Regions from separate parts of the Mus musculus genome. Here region 1 is linked to region 2. A link is a contact called in public HiChIP or PLAC-seq data. All regions are on one chromosome and are shown on one strand. Each heading gives the region's core, a stretch centred on a gene start, on an enhancer-like site or on the middle of the called end of the contact. The rest is flanking DNA. Distances are from core to core; before and after follow the strand shown. Region 1 overlaps Lrmda (leucine rich melanocyte differentiation associated). Region 2 holds the start of Lrmda (leucine rich melanocyte differentiation associated).

Region 1 (2,831 bases), core at 208-2,707, 570 kb before region 2:
ATGGAAAAGGAGGTTATCAGGAGAACTGGCAGCTCTGCAAAGGTGCTTATATCCCCACTTGTCTCCAAATTTCCTGAAACTGAGAGGCCACCACCCAGAGGTTCCCTCTCTCCATGTAAAATGGTAGATTTTCCTTAAAGGACCCTTTAAGGACAAAGCTAAATCTGGAAGGAGGGAGGAACAATTTCAATCCTTTTGTTACTATGGAAGAATCTATTTGTTTTATTCTAATATCAACAGCCTTAGTACTTTTTGCCTAGATGTCAAAAAGAAAGGCAAACCTTCTCTCGCCCTGCCTACCACGTTCCCCCCAGAAAGATGGCCTGTTCCCCAGTCAGAGTATAAACCACAGACTCATGCCATAGACCCCTCAGATCTGCTGGTGGAGTTGGCAGCCATACTTCGTTCCTGGAAATAGTGCAAGCCTCTCATGAGTCCTTGGGAGAGCCAGGCTCCAGAGTACTGGATGGCTTATCCATTCCACTTATGGCAAGCAATGCTTCCTCCCTTTGTTTCCCAACATCTTCTCACTCCCATACACGGAGAGTGCAGAGACAAAGTACAAGTTACTGATCCTCTGCCTGGTGCCTTGAAAGCAGCTATGGATGAGCCTTCGGATGGTTTCAGTCGCCACCCCCCCCCCCCGCCCCCTGCCCTCCCATTCCCAACCTAACAGAACAGGGCAAGGATGCCAACAAGACAATGTGATTCCTGCCTGTCAACTGGATTACATCAACTCTGTTTAATACTACTGGCCATCTCACGCTGCTTGAGAGCATGGATCAACTGCTAAAGGTGTTTGACTAATGAGAGAAAACAGCAAGGGCTTAGACACAGCTTCTTTGAGAGACCAAAGCTCTTAGAGATTGGGGGCAGGGTGCCAAGGAAAAGAGGTTGTCACCATGAAAAGTTGGTGGAGGGAGCTTTCAGGGCAGAGCAGATAGCTTGGGCTATAAGGTTTTGAGCTTACCTTCCTGAGCCTTACTTTCTCTATCTGAGTCATGAGAATGGGCCTTCGCCTCCTTCAAACACTAATTTGTTTGGGGTCTCTGTGCTCAAAGTTGATTGACAATAAATAGATGCATACAGTCCCTTCTTGATACACCAGACTCACCTGAATGCCTTGCATGACCACCCCCTCCCACCTCCAGAAAGAGGCAGTCAGAAAACACCAATGAGGACCAAGGCAGCATGAACAAAGGACTGAGTGGGACGGCTCCAGATGCTCTGAGAGACAACAATGATGGTGATGACCTCGCTCTAATGAGCTGAGGTGAGCGCACCTCCAGCATTAATGAATTGGCCTGACAACTGGCAAAGGCCAGCTGATTTTGCTCTCAGTTCACTGACAGCATGTTTGAAGTCTCTGTGCAAACAATACACCCACAGGACAGTCCAAGGGCCTGTATGGAGGGTAACCGGCAATTACTGTGTGGGCTTCTGTCGCTTTGATCTCTGGGTCGTGACCTTTGCTTTCTTGTGATCATCAAAGCCCAGATTGTAGATTAGCTGGGGAATGCTAGCTGGTTTATATAAGCCACAGGTTTTACAGCTCCTATTTAGTGGGAAACAGCCTTGGGTGGCAGCCCAAGGTGGCCCCAGACACCACCAGAGGGTCCCTCCTACCTTTCCTTTGGTGGAGTGCTACAGACACTGGGCAGGCCCCCAGGCTGCTGCCTACCAGGGAACAAAGAAAGGGCCTCATATTTTAAATAATTTAAAGTTTTAAGGAATACAGAGGGTGGAGTGGGGTGGGGGACTGGAGGAAACAACCAGAGCCTGAAGGGACAGAAATTGAAAGAAAATGCACAACAGAGCTAAGCCACAGAAGACCAGCGTCAAGCCTGAGAGCCCAGGTTTCTTGTCTGAAAGGTGATGTTCGGCATTAAGTCTCTGCTGACTTTCAGCCATCATTCTTCTTGAAGGAAAAGATAAGAAGGTGTTAGCATCCAGGGGTCTTCACGGGGTTTGTTTTCTCTGCCAGATGAAGAAGGAGAAAACAAGAAATATCTGGAGTGAGGCAGGATGCAGTGGAGAAATCCTGAACATAGAACAGGAGCAGACAGAATCAGCGGTCAAAGAAAGGCTTTTATGGGGTGAGGAAACACACAGAAGGCAGGCACATGAAGAAAGAGATGCCCTGCTTTGCAGAGGCAACGGGGAAAGCTAAACTCAGATCTCCTCCAGGACTGAAGCGTTAAGGGTCTGTGAGAGGAGTCTTTCTTCCCCAAGTTTAGAGTTCCTTAGTTTGAACAAAGGCAAGGAGGCAAATAGGTCAGTATCTTTGGGGTAAACAGGTCCTGGCGTGGCCTTGAACTTGTCCATAGGCTGAGTTCCCTGGTGGTGAGATTTAAAAAAAAAAAAAATCTTTCTTTTAAGCTCCTAGGCTTTTCTCTCAGGTCAGGAGTATAAGGAAGAAATCAGCCATCTTGGAATTTCACCACCTTATTATCTAGTCATGTCTCTCTCTCTCTCTCTCTCTCTCTCTCTCTCTCTCTCTCTCTCTCTCTCTCTCTCTCTCCTTTCTCCTTTCTCTGCCTATCAGCAAATCAGTCTATCTCTTAGTCTCTCTCTCTCTCTTAAAAAAAAAAAAAAACTGCCAGAAGAAAAAAAAAAAAATAGGAAGGGGGTGGAGAGATGACTCAGCGTTTAAGAGCACTGACTGTTCTTCCAGAGGTCCTGAGTTCAATTCCCAGCAACAACATGTTGGCTCACAATCATCTGTAATGGGATCTGATGCCCTCTTCTGGTGTGTCTGAAGACAGTTACAGTATACTCATAAAAATAAATAAGTAAATAAATCTTTAAGAAAGAGAGAGAGAGAGAGAGAG
Region 2 (2,924 bases), core at 46-2,545:
AGGGGCAGCAGAGAGATGGCAATTCAGCTTATTTCCATCAATACCTGCAGGGTGCCTGGTGCATAGAAGTCACTCAATAAATGTATTCAGTTGAGGAATAAACTACCAGACTCTGTTTTTTTAAAAAAAAAAAAAAAAAATGGAGTAGTTTGGTAGGGTGCACCCAGCAGGTATTTGTGTTTCCCCTTTGTAAAACTCTGAGGCCTCTGAGGAAGAACAATTCCCTTATCCCTGATGCTCTGAGCCTAAAGGGAGAACTTTCACCCTGTCTCCCTAGGGTGGAGAACTTTGCATAGTGAGTGCTGGCTTCATGGGAGGCAAAGCAAAAGAGAAACTACTTTTTTTTTCAGCACATACAGGGTCCCTGCTCAGCCTAGGGGAGTTTACCAGAGACCTTACCAAAGAGCTGAAAACGGGCACTGCGGGGTGTCTACCATCCAGTCTTGCCATGCCTTAGTGACACCTCTTCAAGAACCAGAGTAAAAATGTAGCACACCCTGGGCCTCCACCAGCCTTGAAAAGGAACCTCATTGTGAAAACAGAGCTCCTCCAGCCCCCGGCCAGGCGACACTCTGTGGTTTTCGTTGTGGCTCTGATGACTCTGTGCGCTTTGCTGCCATGCCCCCTCCCCCCTTTCTCCCATGTAAATGTATCAGATCATTTGTACAGTTGCCCTGGTATCAATAGGTAAACGGTTGCGTATTAAAACATTTTTCTTGCACCCTAAAAGTTCTTCTAAAACCCGCATTGTGAAAGAAGAAACTGAACCACTTTTGGTGAAAAATATGAGCCACCAGCACTGGGTCGCATGGAGAAGTTAGTCCCTAAGTGTTGATCAGTGTGACTCTAAGGACAGAGGGAGTTGGGGGATCTCAACTGCTTATCACACCACTACAAAGTGTGGCAGGATCAAAAGAAGAGTCTGACCCTTCTTCAACTTGGAGAAAGTGTGGGTACTTGGCACACATCACCTGCACATGCGACCTCCTCCCAGGGAAAAGGCACTCAGGTTAAAAGCCTTGGAGACCCGTGCCCCTCTGTCCCTCCCATCCCCAACTGGATCCCGGGACTAGATGGGGCTCACTTGGACCGACTTACTTGAGTTCCACTGACCATGAGCCCAGCCATTGTGGCAGGAACCCAGCAGGCGGGCGGCACTGAGCAGGGTGGCGGGCGGCGCAGTTCCGCACTGGGAGGTCAGCTGACCAACGGAAGCCCTAGACTCCGGTCGGCCACCAAGAACTGTGCGCAGCAGCGCTGCCGCCGCTGGCTGGCTCAACCCGGTGCACGTGAACCTGCACCTCCGGGCAGCTCGCAGCGGGTGGCCCGCGGCGCTGCACCCAGCGTGGGAACCCCACGCGACTACTCCTCTCTCCTGCCCAGTTCCTGTCCGGTTCCTCTACGGCCCCCGCTCCCCAAAAGGTGCCCCTTCCAGAATCCAATGCCCAGAGCTTTATTGCATTCATCAGACTCAGACTTGAAGTGAAGGGTGAAGGGGGTCCCCATCGTGGACGTGTCAGCAGAGTTGCTGCTAGTTCCCGACTCAGAACTGGGCCTTCCCAGAATTTCACAATCTAGGTTACATAACCGTCCTCAACTGCTGGAAGGAGGGGCCTCTTCACTCAAAGTCCCCAGTACAGTCTAAAAAGTATGAGCTTGCTAGCAGTGGGGAATGGGTCTCCTGGTGGGATGGAGTTTCCATTTGTTAGAGAGAAGGCTACAAGGAAAGGTTGAATTTTCCCCTTAAAGTGTCAGCTGGTCATACAGCCCCTACTCTCTTCAGGCCCACCACCACCGCAGTAGCTGACAGTAATGAAAGTTAGGGCAGGAATATTGATAATGTCTCCTACTCTCAGGATCCTTTTGTTCTTATTCTCCTCCAAGGGAAGAGACATGTGTAAGAATCAAAGCTATTAATCCTGTCGGCAGCACACACACGAGCCTAAACACACATACGTGTATACACACACACACACACACACCCCTCCCACCTCACCCTCACCCTCCAGAAGGAAGAAGTGACCATTGTCACCTCCTGACTGGGAAATCCAACCCAAGACCAGCAGCTCCCACATTCCAGATTTCCCTCTGGAACCTTCTTCTTGCCTGCTCTTGCCTTCCCACCTCCACCCTAAGGATGGTGCCAGTCCTTACCTATCATTGGGGTCGTGGCTGATAGATAGGCCTAGAGCAAAGTCACGTTAGCAAGAGAAAAACACATTTAATCCAAGTTTTCCATGGTAGGGGAGCCTTCAGAAATGAAGGTGTGGTGGATGGGAAACCACAGGCCTGTAATGACAGCACTTGAGGGGCTGAGGCGGTATCTCAAACTGGAGGCCCGACGGGGCTACATAACAAGACTGTGTCTCTGAGAAGAAAATAGTGTGTATGTCCGTGTGTGTGTGTGTGTGTGTGTGTGTGTGTGTGTGTGTGTGTGCGTGTGTGTGTGTTCATGTGTGTGTGTATGTGTGTGTATGTATATGTTGGTATGTGTGTGTGTTCATGTGTATTCGTGTGTGTGTGTGTATGTGTATGTATTCATGTATGTTCGTGTGTGCATGTGTGTGCATGTGTGTGTGCATGTGTATGCATTCATGTATGTTCATGTGTGTGTGTGTGCATGTGTATGTATTCATGTATGTTCGTGTGTGTGTGCGCTCGCGTGCGCTCGCACAAAGATACAGCTCAGACTGGATGAAGCTGAGTTAGCTGAACAGGAATATGACGGACAAAAGGGTGCACTATTGAGTGTGTAAACATTAAAGGGAGAGGGCAGGAGAGCATCCCTCCCCCAGGGAGCCCACTGGGACTCTTCTGGGATCAGGATCTAAGGACTCTCCATCATACAAGGCAACTTGATTTCTTTGCGACCAGCTCCCACCCAGAAAGACAGCTTCAAGTAGGATCTCTAGGATGTAAGTCTT

The links. HiChIP or PLAC-seq counts read pairs in DNA pulled down with a chosen protein or histone mark.
Region 1: a contact with region 2 is called in an H3K4me3 HiChIP or PLAC-seq map of embryonic basal ganglia, with 6 times the contacts expected there. The contact joins the enhancer-like site here to the promoter of Lrmda in region 2. A contact is called at or near these places in 4 of 39 promoter capture datasets (cranial neural crest, embryonic stem cells, second pharyngeal arch cranial neural crest and 1 more), 1 of 484 Hi-C or Micro-C datasets (bone marrow-derived macrophages), 18 of 115 datasets of contacts at active chromatin or transcription factors (the SCID.adh cell line, acute myeloid leukemia, bone marrow-derived macrophages and 14 more) and 4 of 9 other capture datasets (adipose tissue, embryonic tail, liver and 1 more).

The regions. Positions count from the first base shown.
Region 1 is chr14:22,588,382-22,591,212 of GRCm38.p6, reverse strand. All of the region lies in intron 4 of Lrmda (leucine rich melanocyte differentiation associated), which reads right to left. Among named protein-coding and RNA genes, the nearest start is that of 4930405A10Rik, 47 kb to the right of the region's middle. Within about 2 kb of position 1,457, at least 25 of the 459 cell types and tissues checked have an H3K27ac peak or open chromatin away from gene starts, as enhancers often do. A contact at or near this core is called in the SCID.adh cell line and embryonic tail, where this site is marked.
Region 2 is chr14:22,018,083-22,021,006 of GRCm38.p6, reverse strand. Lrmda (leucine rich melanocyte differentiation associated) reads right to left here and starts at 1,295. Exons shown (of 7, transcript NM_028275.1): 1 at 1,099-1,295. The coding sequence starts at 1,128. Gm41106 (a long non-coding RNA gene) reads right to left here. Exons shown (of 2, transcript XR_874397.2): 2 at 2,202-2,924.